Regions from separate parts of the Mus musculus genome. Here regions 2, 3 and 4 are each linked to region 1. Evidence: chromatin contacts called from public HiChIP or PLAC-seq data. All regions are on one chromosome and are shown on one strand. The core of a region is the stretch at or near the end of the contact, and the rest is flanking DNA. Distances in the headings are between cores, read along the strand shown. Region 1 holds the start of Npas3 (neuronal PAS domain protein 3). Region 2 overlaps Akap6 (A kinase (PRKA) anchor protein 6). Region 3 overlaps Npas3 (neuronal PAS domain protein 3). Region 4 overlaps Npas3 (neuronal PAS domain protein 3).

Region 1 (3,335 bases), core at 466-2,965:
AAGATGCCCAGATCTTTTTTGTTAAAGGTTCTTGTAATCGCTTGAGTAAAACATGACTAAAATAATTTAATAAAAAATATGTGTCTGACAAAGATTTGCCCCTTTAGAGTTATTTCCACGACTTCTTTTTAAAACTTTTGACAATAAGCAGAGCATGTAATGAAGTCTTCTACAGAATATTTGCAATTACATGAACTTGGAAAATACTGTGTTAGGCAAAATCTGGTCACTGGGCCATTGGTTAGAAGGCACAAAACATAGCAATGACAGATTACTGTAACCTTTGCAGTTTAAATACTATTGTTTCAAACCAAAGGCTCTCAAATCAATGAAGTTTCAAAGATGAGGTAAAATGGGAATTTGAATTATGCATTATGTATATTTTAAGTTAAATGCCATTGGCAAATCTCTCAGATGTTTAATCGTGTACAATCTGGGAAACACAAATATTTAATTTCACACTCTCATGTGCTTTTTTTTCTTCCATCTACCATAAAATTGAGCCTCATGAATAGAGAGTTTACCTTTTTGATTATATTGTTAGTTTTTCTCATAGCGATTTTGTGAATCCCATTTTCAATAAAATCTTAGAACATCGAAAGTTATCCTTAAAGGGAAAACTTTAGGGTTAGAAAGCTGTTGATGGTAAATTTCTCTTTATTTCCTTCCTCAATCAAAGGTTGCTCAGTGTTTTAATGACAATTATTTTGAATCTAGAGACTATCTTTAGAAAACTAAAAACAATTTCTATATTAAAACTTCCCTTTCACCACCAAGCCTAACTTTTGTAAAATTTGCTTCCTAACTTGGATCTCGGAATCCCATCCATTTGCATCATAATGCGTTTAAGATAGTTAACAGCGCCTAAGAGATTCGGATTTCACGTTGTATTCCCTGTAGTAACAGGTGACAGGATCTCACACTATTAGGTAGAAACGCAAGTCTATCTCTGCACATGAAAATCGTCTCTGTCCTATTTGGAAACAAATGATCAATCAGCCTCCGATGATCAATTGCTCCCCTGGCTGTCCGTCAGCGCGGATTCGCACCCGCGGAGGCATTGAGAACATTTTGCTGAAAGGGGGCAGGAAGCCCAAACTTTGCAAAAGCATCTCCTGCAGCGTCTCAGACTTGACTGGAACTCTCTGGCTACTCGGGGCTGAGGCTCAACGTTCGGGGCCTGGCAGAGGGCAAAGGATGACTTCACTTCGCCAGTGCACTAGAGTGCTTTTCAATTCGGATTGTGTATCCCCCCCCCCCTCCTTCTATAGCACAGGGGCAGGCAAAGTAAGCCCTGACGAGGTGCATGTGTGTTGTAAGGCACAAAACAAGAGCAAAGTGAGTCCCACCCCAGTACCCGAGACGGGGGCACTATCCCAGCTCGGACGGGACTACTCACCGCTGCTGGTAGGAGGTGATGCCCTGGACGTTCTGCGGGGTGCCGTTGGCCGCGGCGCCGGCCCTCCCCATGCCCGCACCGGCCGGTACCCCAGCGGCTGCCCCGCCGGCCGCCGCGGCCGTCACCTGCACGCTGAAATCCGGAAAGATTCGGATCATCGCCGCGGCTTGGAGCCCCAGGCGCGGCTGCTCTGGGCTCGGGCTGGCGGGGGCTCGGGCTCGGGTTCGGGCGGCGGCGGCAGCAGCGGCGCGAGCGGCGGCAGCAGCGGAGCCAGGCACCAGCCTGCAATCCCATTAGTGAGCCGCGGCCACTGTGCGCGGCGGAGAGGCGCTTTGATGTGCGCGCAGCGGGCTGAGGTGGGGGGGGGTGGCGAGGAGGAGGTGCGGGGGGTGTGCGAGGGACTTGCAAACAGCAAAACGTGTCAGGGTGGGGCCTTTTCTCCCTTTTGGGGGGCACTGTTGCTCCCCCCTCTTTCCAGGATGTTGCTTTCACTGGCTGCTCCAGCAGCGCCGCGCGAGCCCAGCTGAGAGGAGGAGGGGGTGAAGGAGGAAGGATGCACCGGGAGGCTTGGCGAGCGCTTGGCCGGTGCAAGGGAATAACGAGCAGTGGAGGGTGCGTTTTCCCTCCCTCTTCTACACACACACACACACACACACACACACACACACACACACACACCGCGCACTTCCGACCCAAAGTGCAAGATTGTGGTGCGCTCTTTCTCCTCCTTTCTCTGGAGAAATAACCACCATCCGGGCTGGCTTCAGCCTTCCGAGGCTGCCAGAAACCAGGATCCCAGCCCGCGGGTGTAGGAATGGGGCGTCAGAGCCTCCCGTTTCAGCCTGGACCCCTCTTTGACACTATTCTCCACATTAAGCAGAGCGAATGTGACCAAGCGCAAGTTGGGTTCCTGGAGAACTTGATAGTTATCTAGGAGAGGTGGTTTGCAAAGGCGACGGAGTGCGGGGCGGGGGGTTGGCGCTTTTGTACAATGGAGAGTTTGGGTCGCTTAAAAGAAAGGGCTCTTCCCGCTCCTGGTGAGCGGAAGAGTTGGTCTTGGGAAACTTGTGAGGTGGGGTCTCAGCTAGATCTTAGTTTGCGCTATGATCCATCTCTTAACGCCCCCCTTTGACCGAGGAAACGAATAAATTAGTAGCCACAATTGAAAAGAACTCTGCGAATTCCAAACACCAAGGAAACAAAAAGAGAAAACACGTGCATTTATTTCCTCGCGCCTTCCTGTTACTTCACATTGTGACGCCTGCCTTTCATTAGGGGGTGAAGAGAGATCCTTACAGTTTGGATGCGCCTTTTTAGTGAGACTTGCACTGGGTTTCACTGAGCTAGGGTTGGGGGAGTGGGAGTTGATTGTTTCCCTCCATCCCTCCCCAGGACCCGGGTTGCCCACTTTTCCCCCTGTCTTCTGGCTGGTGAGCAGGAGCAGAGATGCGAGAAGCAGGCGGATGCAGCCCTTGAGGGACACAGAGCTCTGCTAATGTCCCACACTCAAAGCCCCTGCCCAGCTTAGCGGCTGCTGCTGCTGCTGCTGCTACTCCTGCAACTGCTGCTGCTACTGCTGCGGCTGGGTGGTGGTGGGGAGTGGTGGTTTCCCATTCTGGTACCCTCTTCCCATCTGGCACTCAGGGCCTGGGCACTGCAGCTGAAGGGCTAGGGCAGTCGCTGTACCCTCCAAACAAGCCCAAGTTAACTGTGACCTCCACGCCGCCGTGACCCAGGGCCAATCGCGCTTCTCCCGGTCAGGCTCCTGCTTAACCCTTTGAGCCTGGGAAACAGTGGGCCACCATGATCCAGTGAGACAGGACCCACTGGCCTGAAGTTGCCGAGGTGTAGAGTGACAGAGGCTCCCAAGCAGGACAACTCCGCACAGGATCTAAGAGCCAGATGCCCGCCCTGCAGCAGCCCCATGCTATCCCTC
Region 2 (3,335 bases), core at 341-2,840, 310 kb after region 1:
GTACACATGCTTCTAAACGACCTTCCCATTGCCTGGCACTTGCCACCCAGAGCTGAGACTGGCAATGCTAAGACATAACAATGCAGAAACAGGGCAGGCATGTGCAGAAACTGACGCAGACTTGGTGGTTTGGTGTGAACAATAAAAGTGGAAGGATCGTGGTGTGTAAATGTCATTAAGGCTATAGCTTCACACCTCCAGTATAAAGGCCCTGGGTTTATCTGCATGGAGACTTCCTAATGATCAGAAAGAAAGATATCTGAAAACAGACAGGTAATTCAACTGGAAATACAGTAAATAGGCCAGAATCAAGAGACTGCTATTTGGCATTAACATATCTGCTTAATGCGGTTCTTTTCCCGTTTGTATAGTAAGTGCAGGGGAGTGGGGGAGCTTCAACTCACCCTGTTTTGTGGTCTTTGACTATCAGGATAAGTGGAACCATACAAGAAAACTTCTTTTTGTTCATAATGCATTTTTTTTCATGAATTCATCAACATTGGTCTAAGAACCGGTTGAAGGCCTAAGCTTCTGCTAATGCAAAGACCTACAGAGAATATGCCAAACGTCCACATGTGTGAACCGGCAGGGAAATAATCAGATGTGTATGGGCAGCCTGCCTTCAACCCATAATGATGTCTATGTTCACCCTAGTGGGTATGCATTGTGTCTATAAGAACAGCTCTCATTCATTATCTTAATGTTACTTCCAGAGCTCCTACATCAAAAAGCATGTCAACGTGAAGTTTTCAGGAGTGTGATTTCAATTGGAACTCGGGCGGATGGCAAGCCCCAAATAAAATGAACAGACCGTTTGGAGGCAGTATTTCATCTTATAAGTACCACAGCATTGTATGCAGTATATGAAACATTTATAAATCTTGAAGGTCAATCTGATAATGTAAATATTAATAATACATAAGGAAGTGAATATATGCAGTAATTTACGGCAATGCTTCCTCATTCTTAATAGTCTGGAGACATAAAGACCCGCAATATTTCAGGGGGATTTACCTGCTTTGTGAGACGCAATGAGCTCAAGAAGTTGGTGTCCTTCTTCCTCCACGGCTTCCTTGAGGGCACAGTGACTGTCTACGTTCAACTTAAAGCTCTGAAAAGAAGCACAGGACCCTCAGGCTCCGAGAAGGTGGTTACACACGAAACACGCACGCAGAATTGCTTACGGTTACACACGAAACACGCACGCAGAATTGCTTATGGTCACACACAAAGCACGCGTGCAGAATTGTTTGCTACTTTTTATCAAGAACCACATGGCCCTATTTACCCAATAGACAGACTAATTTGCAATACTAAAAGCTATTGATATTTGGGGTCTGGGCTTTAAATGTTTCTGTTAGACTAGCAGAGTGCATCTGTTTGGAAACTGCTCGACAAATGCAGACATTCATTACGATTTTATGAAAAGTCACATCCCATAGGCTATGTGGAGAGTGGCAGTGTTCAGTAAAATACGGCGAATTCCCACCGCACACGTGCGCTTTCCTTCGTGTCTAAGGATCATTAGTAATGCAAGTCTTTACAAAGCCACAGAAGTTGGCAGCCAAGAAACGCAGTAGCCTTATGTCGCCTAGATGCATCCACAAATGCAGGGTCGTTTGATTCCTCTCTGTTCCTTGACTCTGCAGGAGCCATGGTACAGAGAAGGGCAGCTGGCTGCTACAGTCTAGATTCCAACTCTTTCCAGACTTTTTTGCTCTTTAAAAGCTTATTTCTTATGGTGTGATGTTGTCTTACAAATAAACACACCAAGTACAGCAAGAGATTTACCCTCATGACAGTCACTGACTTCTTTCAAGGTTCATATCAAATTTAGTCACTGCTTCCAGGAAGCCTCCCCAGATACACTTGGTGGTGGCCATTCCTCTCCTCTTCCTCCTCCTCCTCCTCCTTACATGTGCTACTACTATTGAATTTATCAGGCATCTGCTGCTATATCTCCATCTTTAGCTTGCAAATTATAAGCAGGTTAATGATTGCTACTTTCCAGATATATCACGTGCTAGGGTTCACTAGTTTGTGGTCACAGTCAACATTTGCTGAGTGTGTTCAGTGATGCTCTCTACTGGGAAGTCTAGATATTTTAAGAAATTCAAATGTTTTCCAAAAACCTTTTCCAGCTCTGAAATGTTTAAAGGCATTCCAACCACAGGAGTCCAGAGAAGGAAAAATCACATTACCCACCAGCAACCAAATCATTCATTAGTCTTTGGGGCAAGAATTCATTCCTCACTTCACTAATTGGAAATACAGTGTGCTAAATATTGGCTTCTCGTGATAAGGTTCCAAAATATGCAACGTGTTTTCTTCTGTTAAACGTCGTGGGACAATACATGAATACTCTGTCCTGTGTTTGGTATTAAGCATCAGGAAACAGGATCAGGTGACTCCACACTGTGTTTCATTTTAATTAAAGAAGTTGGGTAATCATACATTGTAAGATCGGGTCTTCCTTCCATGACTCTCATACTGTCTGTGGTCTATGACATCAAGCCAGGCAATGGAGGCTTGAGGACCAAAGCCCATGGGCTCTGGTGTTAGTGGATAACTGAACCTGGGGAATGCAGTCTGGGTTGTGGATGCCCAGGGGTGAGTCTGCTTTGTTCTTTTCTTCCAGGAGAAAGGGGACTTTTTAAAGTACCATAAACAGAGATAGACTGAAGAGAGAGATAGTATGAAACTAAGAGAGATAGCAATGTAACATAGAGATAAGGATTTGAACTGACGCAATTCAAAATGATGAGTTGTGTCATCCATCCTTCTCAGTAGATACGGTAACATTTCAGCTCAATATTCCAGAAAGAGAAAATATTTGTCTCCCTGTGTGCTATTCAGCATTTCTTACATTGTTCCGTCTGCTACAAGTATTCAGTCAAATCAAAAACAAAAAACAAAAACAAAAACAAAAAACTATGTGATGCTCAGAAATCTTGATCCTTCCTTTTAAACATGATTATTTAAAAATCTGTATGGGTATTTTTACCTGCTTGCATATATGTTCACTGTGTGCATGCAGTACCTGTGGAGGCCAGAAGAGGGAGTTAGGTCCCCTGGAAATGAAAGTGTGGATGGCTGTGAGTCACTGTGTGAATGCTGGGAACAGAACCCGAGTCCTCTGCAAGAACAGTAAATGCTCCTAACTTCTGAGCCATCACGTCAGATCCCTCAATACTTCTGATCAGTCCAATTAAGGCAGCACCTATGGATATCTAATTGTTTACTACATCCTTTGCTTTCGGTCCCTGCTGTGGGTTGCCTCTGTACTGAAGCAATGCCATTTAGACTAGGTTACGCAGGTTTCAGAAATGGAAGCA
Region 3 (3,335 bases), core at 366-2,865, 290 kb before region 1:
CTTCCCTAGTCTAATGTTGTCTATGTTAAATAGACTCTACTCTACCCTCGTTGATACAATTAACAGTTGTATCCATAGTGGAGCATGTGTTTCAAGTAAAACAAGATCTTTAGAACTAGTGTAGGTATTCGTGGGATACATTCGTCTGCAGCACTTATGTAGCCAAGTATGCATATATATTTTTGGAGAAGTCAAAACATCTGCATTTAAGGAGTTACTCATACAGTTACATCCTTCAAATAAATAGTAAAGGTTGAAAAATGATCAGATCCAAAATAAACAGACATTCTTTTTTTTTTTTTTTGAGGAAGACATCCATTCATAATGACCATCAAGCATGAACAATTACCAATTCTGAATGTGAAGATCATTCAAATACATGCAATGGATAGATCATCCACATAGTGTACGAGTCAGAGTAAACAGACAGTCCACTTTAGAAAGTGTCTAGTGAATTGATTTAACAAGTTTAATGCGAGCATCAGCGTGGGGCTATTACTGATCGTAAGCTTTACTGATGTTATTTGTTCACTTGGAAAAATACCGCTCTTTGGAATGAGCACATTAAGGCTAAAATTGCAGAGAAAACCCTATTACAACTTTATTGCTGGCAAATTGGAACCAAACCTTGTCTGTATATCAATTACTTAGAGTTACCACAGAGATAAATCCTTTTTTTTTCTTTTCTCTTTCTCTCGCTCTCTCTCTCTCTTTTTTTCCATGTATAGGCTCAATGTTGAAGACAGTGATGAGAAAGTCCTTATTACACCCTACCAGCCTCACTAGGTTTTCTTAGCAATTTCAAGAAATTGTCAATTAAGTTCTTTTTATTAGGTTCCAAAAGCTGTTAAGTCAAACACAAATCTATCATAAGGCTTGTAACAGCATGTTATTTAGGCACATTTCAATGCTCCAGTCTTTCATTATCTGCCTACCCCACTGCAACTGTGAAACTCTAGCCAAGTAGAGGAGTTTCTTGTTGATTATCCTGGGTTCACAGATACTGGAAGTAAGTGGCCACTCGACTGAAGCAAAAGCTTTGACCAAACTCCAATTCTTACAAAGATAAAGGGTAGGAAAATAATAGATATATAACTATATATTGTATATAAACTAATAAATTTATATCATATAATATAATATGCTTATTATATATAAAATAATAAATATGTTATATAGTTAATACACACAAACAAACAAGACAAATTTGTACCAAAACAAATTGTTGTATGTATTTGACTAAGAATGAGTTTGATGTAGTTCCCCAGGGTAGCAGGGTCCCCAAAAGCATAAACTTAGGACTTTTCCACAGTGGTACAAATATGTCTATTATTTTCAGATTTCACTCATGACCCAGAAATCATTATGAGCCAGTGTTGAATCATCCAGACGGCAACTGACATCTAAAGTGCCCCAGTGAGCAGTGGAGACCATAGCAGCATGCCAGCGGTTGTCCTTGCTCCCTGACCTAAGAAAAGGTAAATGCTCAGAAAAGACAATCCTATGGGGCCCCAGGAAGAAGGAAGGAGGTAGTACCCTTGAAAGAGCAAAACAATGGAGGGGCATGGAGGTCAGCCCCAGAGGCAGCTGCTCCTTTGACCTTCTAGACAGACAAATGGGGCTTAATAGGAAAGGGACGGAGAACAGCACGTAATTCTAATGAATAAATATGGCCCAGTGCTATTCAGGAGTCTGCACGGGAGGCATCTGTGACATCCACATTTCAGATGAGACTTTTCAAAAAATTAAAATGGATTAAGAGTTATGAGTACTAGCTAAATGAAGAACACTGTGGTCCACAACTTTTAGTCTTTGAGGAAATTTTCACTGTTGGCTTTGCTTCACAGAAAAAGCAAAATAAATAAATAAGTAAATACATAAATATTTTTAAAATTAAGAAGAATCGTGTTTACTTACTCTTAAATCCTCTGACTTATTCTCTCAATAAACATAAGTACGATTCCAATCTCTTTGAATTGTAATGCTCTCTAGATAAAGATTTAACCTGAGGGATACCGAATGGCTGAGAAGCACCTGAAAAAATGTTCAACATCCTTAATCATCAGGGAAATGCAAATCAAAACAACCCTGAGATTCCACTTCACACCAGTCAGAATGGCTAAGATCAAAAATTCAGGTGACAGCAGATGCTGGCGAGGATGTGGAGAAAGAGGAACACTCCCCCATAGTTGGTGGGATTGCAAGCTGGTACAACCACTCTGGAAATCAGTCTGGCAGTTCCTCAGAAAATTGGACATAGTACTACCGGAGGATCCAGCAATACCTCTCCTGGGCATATATCCAGAAGATGCTCCAACCGGTAAGAAGGACACATGCTCCACTATGTTCATAGCAGCCTTATTTATAATAGCCAGAAGCTGGAAAGAACCCAGATGCCCCTCAACAGAGGAATGGATACAGAAAATGTGGTACATTTACACAATGGAGTACTACTCAGCTATTAAAAAGAATGAATTTATGAAGTTCCTAGGCAAATGGATGGCCCTGGAGGGCATCATCCTGAGTGAGGTAACCCAATCACAAAAGAACTCAAAGGATATGTACTCACTGATAAGTGGATATTAGCCCAGAAACTTAGAATACCCAAGATACAAGATACAATCTGCAAAACACATGAAACTCAAGAAGAACAAAGAACAAAGACTTTGCCCCTTCTTAGAAATGGGAACAAAACACCCATGGAAGGAGTTACAGAGACAAAGTTTGGAGCTGAGACGAAAGGATGGACCATCTAGAGACTGCCATATCTGGGGATCCATCCCATAATCAGCCTCCAAATGCTGACACCATTGCATACACTAGCAAGATTTTGCTGAAAGGACCCAGATATAGCTGTCTCTTGTGAGACTATGCTGGGGCCTAGCAAACACAGAAGTGGATGCTCACAGTCAGCTATTGGATGGATCACAGGGCCCCCAATGGAGGAGCTAGAGAAAGTACCCAAGGAGCTAAAGGGATCTGCAACCCTATAGGTGGAACAACAATATGAACTAACCAGTACCACCCCGACCCCCCCCCACCCCCCCTCCCCGCAAAGCTCATGTCTCTAGCTGCATATGTATCAGAAGATGGTCTAGTTGGCCATCAGTGGAAAGAGGCCCATTTGTCATGCAAACTTTATCTGCCTCAGTACAGGGGAACGCCAGGGCCAAGAGGTGGGAGTGGGTGGTTGGGGGAGTGGGTGGGGGAGCGGGTGGGGACTTTTGGGATAGCATTGGGAATGTAAATAAAATAAATACCTGATTTAAAAAAAACAAAAAACAAAACAAAACAAAATATTTAAATTCTCATTTCACTTATATCTTGAGCCATGT
Region 4 (3,335 bases), core at 224-2,723, 270 kb before region 1:
CATTCTGTGGACAATTCGTCTGCGGTTTATCATTTCAAAAAGCTCAGTGACCTTTACTGCAGACAAGCACAGGTGACAAGAATTGTAGGTGTCATTGTTCACTCTTATTAAACTCGAGAAATGTTTCAAAGATACACGGTTAACAATTTCAAAGATGAAATCGATTTCTTTAAGCAACTACTTTGTGAAGTATTTCTAAGTGCAAGAATAAAGTGAGTTTTAGTAACTTCCTACCATGATAACCTGTGTCCCTTCATTAGTATGTGTGAAAGGTTGTCCTTCCAGCGTGTGATTAAGACCTTGATCTGTCTCACAGTCATTGCCACATAGTTCTAGTTCTTTCTGTTCTGTTTCCTCTCTTGTAGAATGAGTCTGTAGTAAATTCCATGTCATATTTCAGAACATAAGTTCATTTTTAGTAATCTGGGGTGGATGTTGCAATTCTCTCATATACACATCCAGCATAATATGAAACAAAGCTTAGATGAGATTGTCTCTGTCCATAGAAGTTTGAGAACTCTCTTCTAGGGAACTTGAATGTATAAAACTCATTTGGTCTTCTTAACTCCACGAATGGGGTAAAAGTACCCATGGCTGTAGCTTTCTATAACCAGAGTGTAGACACCGTGTCTGAGCTTCGAGCAGGCTTGGTGCCTCTGATGTTATGTTACAGAGAATTAACACATATTAATTTGAAGTTGGTTGTGCAAGTGCTTCTGGCGGTTTCTACAGCGCTTAAACTCATTTTCAGAGAATGGACTGCTGTAAACGAATGCAGGCTCATTAAGAGTTTATTTCTTCAAAATGCTGAAGGATGGCAACTTTCTTTTGTGGGGAGCCCAGCAAGTAGCATTTATCTCCTTAGATGGAGTGGGAGAAAGACTGCACAGCGCTCTGTTTTTAAGCGGGCATCACAGGTTCAAAACTGAAAAATTCCATCTTGTCACACTCTGGCTTACCTTGTTTCAAGGCTGGCTGTGTTTTCTTTACACAGAATAAAATTTTAGCAGTAGCAGAAGCCAAAGGCATAAAATGAATGATCAACTTACAATTCGTATGAATCTATTCTTTCATGGCCCTCTGCTTAAAAATAGCATCATAAATGCACATCTGCAAAGGCTGTGGACCGCCCCCCCCCCTTTTTCCTCAATTGTACAAATTATTAGAGTCGTTGACAAAAGGAGATTTTTTTGTTGTTGTTGTTTAGGGGTTGGTCTGGGCACTGTCTTGGCAGACTGCCACTTTCTGAACAGTGGAAATACTGCTCACAGAAAGCCATGTTGTACAGAACAGCTGTTCTGCTAAAATACGGAGCTAGCAGCCCAAGAAATGACTGACTTCACATGTGAAGTAAAATTGTTCCCTCCCTTTGTACTAATTTAAGTGAAATGAAGGTATAAGACATCAACTTCCACGCTGTCTAGGCTCAATTCTCAATCACAGCCTGTGGTGACTTAGGGGCAAATCCCAAGTGCAGGGGCAGCTTGTCTCAGCCGCCATGGCCCAGGCTGCCCTTGAGCTTAGGCCATTTGAATTCCTGCTTGTGGATGGCGTTCCTTCTCTGGTGTGATATTATCTGTATTAGGATTAGAGGGGCTGAGGAAACCATGTATACCAGGAGTTCTGATTTTAAAAAGATACTTGTCTATATCTATTAGAAGCAAGGGTGGCAGAAAGGAAATACTAGATTATAGTTCATCAAGTTGTTGGTTTGTCTTTATAAAGGACAGTGTGTGATTCATGCTGGTAGTTGTTTGAGATATGCTCAGATAATAGAAATACATGGTAAATTAAACAGTTTCCATGAGTACCTAAAATTAAGACCTTGAATATTTTCATCTGAAAATAAAAATTCTAGTAATATCTTTCTTAGTCAATGGTTACATTTTGGCTGAAAAAGCGCCATTTGTACATTTTTAAAAATATGCTTACTCATATACAAAAAAAAAAGTCTAGTAACCTTTCAGACCTAGTTTACAGGCTGCCTCCTTCAGACTTTATACCTCTTTTGATATAAATAATACCTTCCATTATCTGATTTTATGGACAAAAAAGTAATATCCTAAACCCCAAGTAATATTACTTCTATTTAGACAAACTCACAAGAAAAAAGGTGGCACATGTATTCATTATTATTTTAATAAATTGGCTGTTGAATTTCAGGCATAAAATGTTTAAAAACTGTTTTATTTTCTTATCAACTCAATGAAATATACACATACTGACAATTTGCAAAGCAGCTTCATAAATCTTATTTTGATAAAATTGTTTTAACATCCTCAGTAACTTGTGCCATTTAAGAAATACAAAATTTTCTCTCCTCTATTATGATTTAATTGTTTCCACATTAGAATCTGAATTACTTCTTAAATAGTGCATATTAAATTCCACCTTCTTCCTGATGCCTGACTTACTCTCTCTTGAATATCTTAATAATACAATAATAAAAACCAAACAGAAACCTTAGCATGTAGCACAAATCAAAAACAGGAGTTCCTTGCTAATTCCTCTACAAATTCAAACTTTTCATTAAGTTGCCTCCTGGACATTCAGGAGAAGGCATACTTAAACAGCCAAGAGTCTCAGATTCAAATTTTCAGATAAGAGGGCTAAAGTTATAAAGTATATATTGTTCACAACAGAGATTTGAAGTTAGAAGCACCTGATTCCCTCAACCAAGACTTGCTGTGCCATTCTCAAGACACACTGAGGTGACTGAGTGGATTCATCACTACTACACATTCATATACTCTGCTTTGGGTACGTGGACTGTGCCTTCATCACAAGCAGCTGAATCTCTATATTGTCGACTCAATGGATATTCCCTCCAAATACATGTTAAATAAGCCTAATTCTTCACTGTGATGGTATGTGGAGGTTGAAGCTATGGGAAGCATTTGCCACGAGGGTGGGATCCTCAGAAATGGTATTGCTGCTCGTGAGATGAGACAAGGGCACACCCATTACCTTTCCTTGCCTCCCTCTCTTCCCAGCACATTCCATCTCAACCAGAAAGTTGGTCTTCTCTGAAAATGAGAGCATGCCATACCCAAATCTTAGTTGTTTAGATATCCAGAATGTTAAATCTATTGTTTGAGCCAGAAAGATTAGAGTGTATATCATAATAGTTCAAGCTAATAAAAATATCCTACAAAGGCTCCCTGTCCTGATCTCAGTGTCCAACTGAAAAAAGCTCATATAGCAACAAGTGCAATGAGCAGCCGTTACCAGCAGGCTGTGTCTGGTTGCTGTGGTTGATTGCCTGCCCCATGAAAGCAATACTGGATCCACCCGGAACAACTTGTTCATGGATGTTTCTCTACCATCAGTAGCGC

What was found. HiChIP or PLAC-seq counts read pairs in DNA pulled down with a chosen protein or histone mark.
Region 2: a contact with region 1 is called in an H3K27ac HiChIP or PLAC-seq map of stem cell-derived neural progenitor cells, with 4 times the contacts expected there. The contact joins the enhancer-like site here to the promoter of Npas3 in region 1. A contact is called at or near these places in 7 of 39 promoter capture datasets (embryonic stem cells, frontonasal cranial neural crest, hippocampal neurons and 2 more), 19 of 484 Hi-C or Micro-C datasets (the G1E-ER4 cell line, the HL-1 cell line, the N1E-115 cell line and 9 more), 15 of 115 datasets of contacts at active chromatin or transcription factors (SST interneurons, VIP interneurons, embryonic basal ganglia and 9 more) and 1 of 9 other capture datasets (embryonic stem cells).
Region 3: an H3K4me3 HiChIP or PLAC-seq map of embryonic hindbrain shows a contact between it and region 1, with 4 times the contacts expected there. The contact joins the enhancer-like site here to the promoter of Npas3 in region 1. A contact is called at or near these places in 3 of 39 promoter capture datasets (the 3T3-L1 cell line, hippocampal neurons and trophoblast stem cells), 1 of 484 Hi-C or Micro-C datasets (ventricular fibroblasts) and 7 of 115 datasets of contacts at active chromatin or transcription factors (SST interneurons, astrocytes, embryonic forebrain and 4 more).
Region 4: an H3K4me3 HiChIP or PLAC-seq map of embryonic basal ganglia shows a contact between it and region 1, with 2.4 times the contacts expected there. The contact joins the enhancer-like site here to the promoter of Npas3 in region 1. A contact is called at or near these places in 4 of 39 promoter capture datasets (the 3T3-L1 cell line, liver and trophoblast stem cells), 1 of 484 Hi-C or Micro-C datasets (neural progenitor cells), 6 of 115 datasets of contacts at active chromatin or transcription factors (embryonic basal ganglia, embryonic forebrain, embryonic hindbrain and 3 more) and 2 of 9 other capture datasets (embryonic stem cells and liver).

The regions. Positions count from the first base shown.
Region 1 is chr12:53,246,812-53,250,146 of GRCm38.p6, reverse strand. It overlaps Npas3 (neuronal PAS domain protein 3), which reads right to left and starts at 1,715. Exons shown (of 12, transcript NM_001370962.1): 1 at 1,400-1,715. The coding sequence starts at 1,557.
Region 2 is chr12:52,934,911-52,938,245 of GRCm38.p6, reverse strand. Akap6 (A kinase (PRKA) anchor protein 6) reads right to left here. Exons shown (of 14, transcript NM_198111.2): 6 at 1,015-1,111. Among named protein-coding and RNA genes, the nearest start is that of Gm51971, 140 kb to the right of the region's middle. Within about 2 kb of position 1,590, at least 2 of the 459 cell types and tissues checked have an H3K27ac peak or open chromatin away from gene starts, as enhancers often do. A contact at or near this core is called in stem cell-derived neural progenitor cells, where this site is marked.
Region 3 is chr12:53,535,236-53,538,570 of GRCm38.p6, reverse strand. All of the region lies in intron 3 of Npas3 (neuronal PAS domain protein 3), which reads right to left. Among named protein-coding and RNA genes, the nearest start is that of 1700030L22Rik, 220 kb to the right of the region's middle. Within about 2 kb of position 1,615, at least 4 of the 459 cell types and tissues checked have an H3K27ac peak or open chromatin away from gene starts, as enhancers often do.
Region 4 is chr12:53,513,004-53,516,338 of GRCm38.p6, reverse strand. All of the region lies in intron 3 of Npas3 (neuronal PAS domain protein 3), which reads right to left. Among named protein-coding and RNA genes, the nearest start is that of 1700030L22Rik, 200 kb to the right of the region's middle. Within about 2 kb of position 1,473, at least 9 of the 459 cell types and tissues checked have an H3K27ac peak or open chromatin away from gene starts, as enhancers often do. A contact at or near this core is called in embryonic basal ganglia and neural progenitor cells, where this site is marked.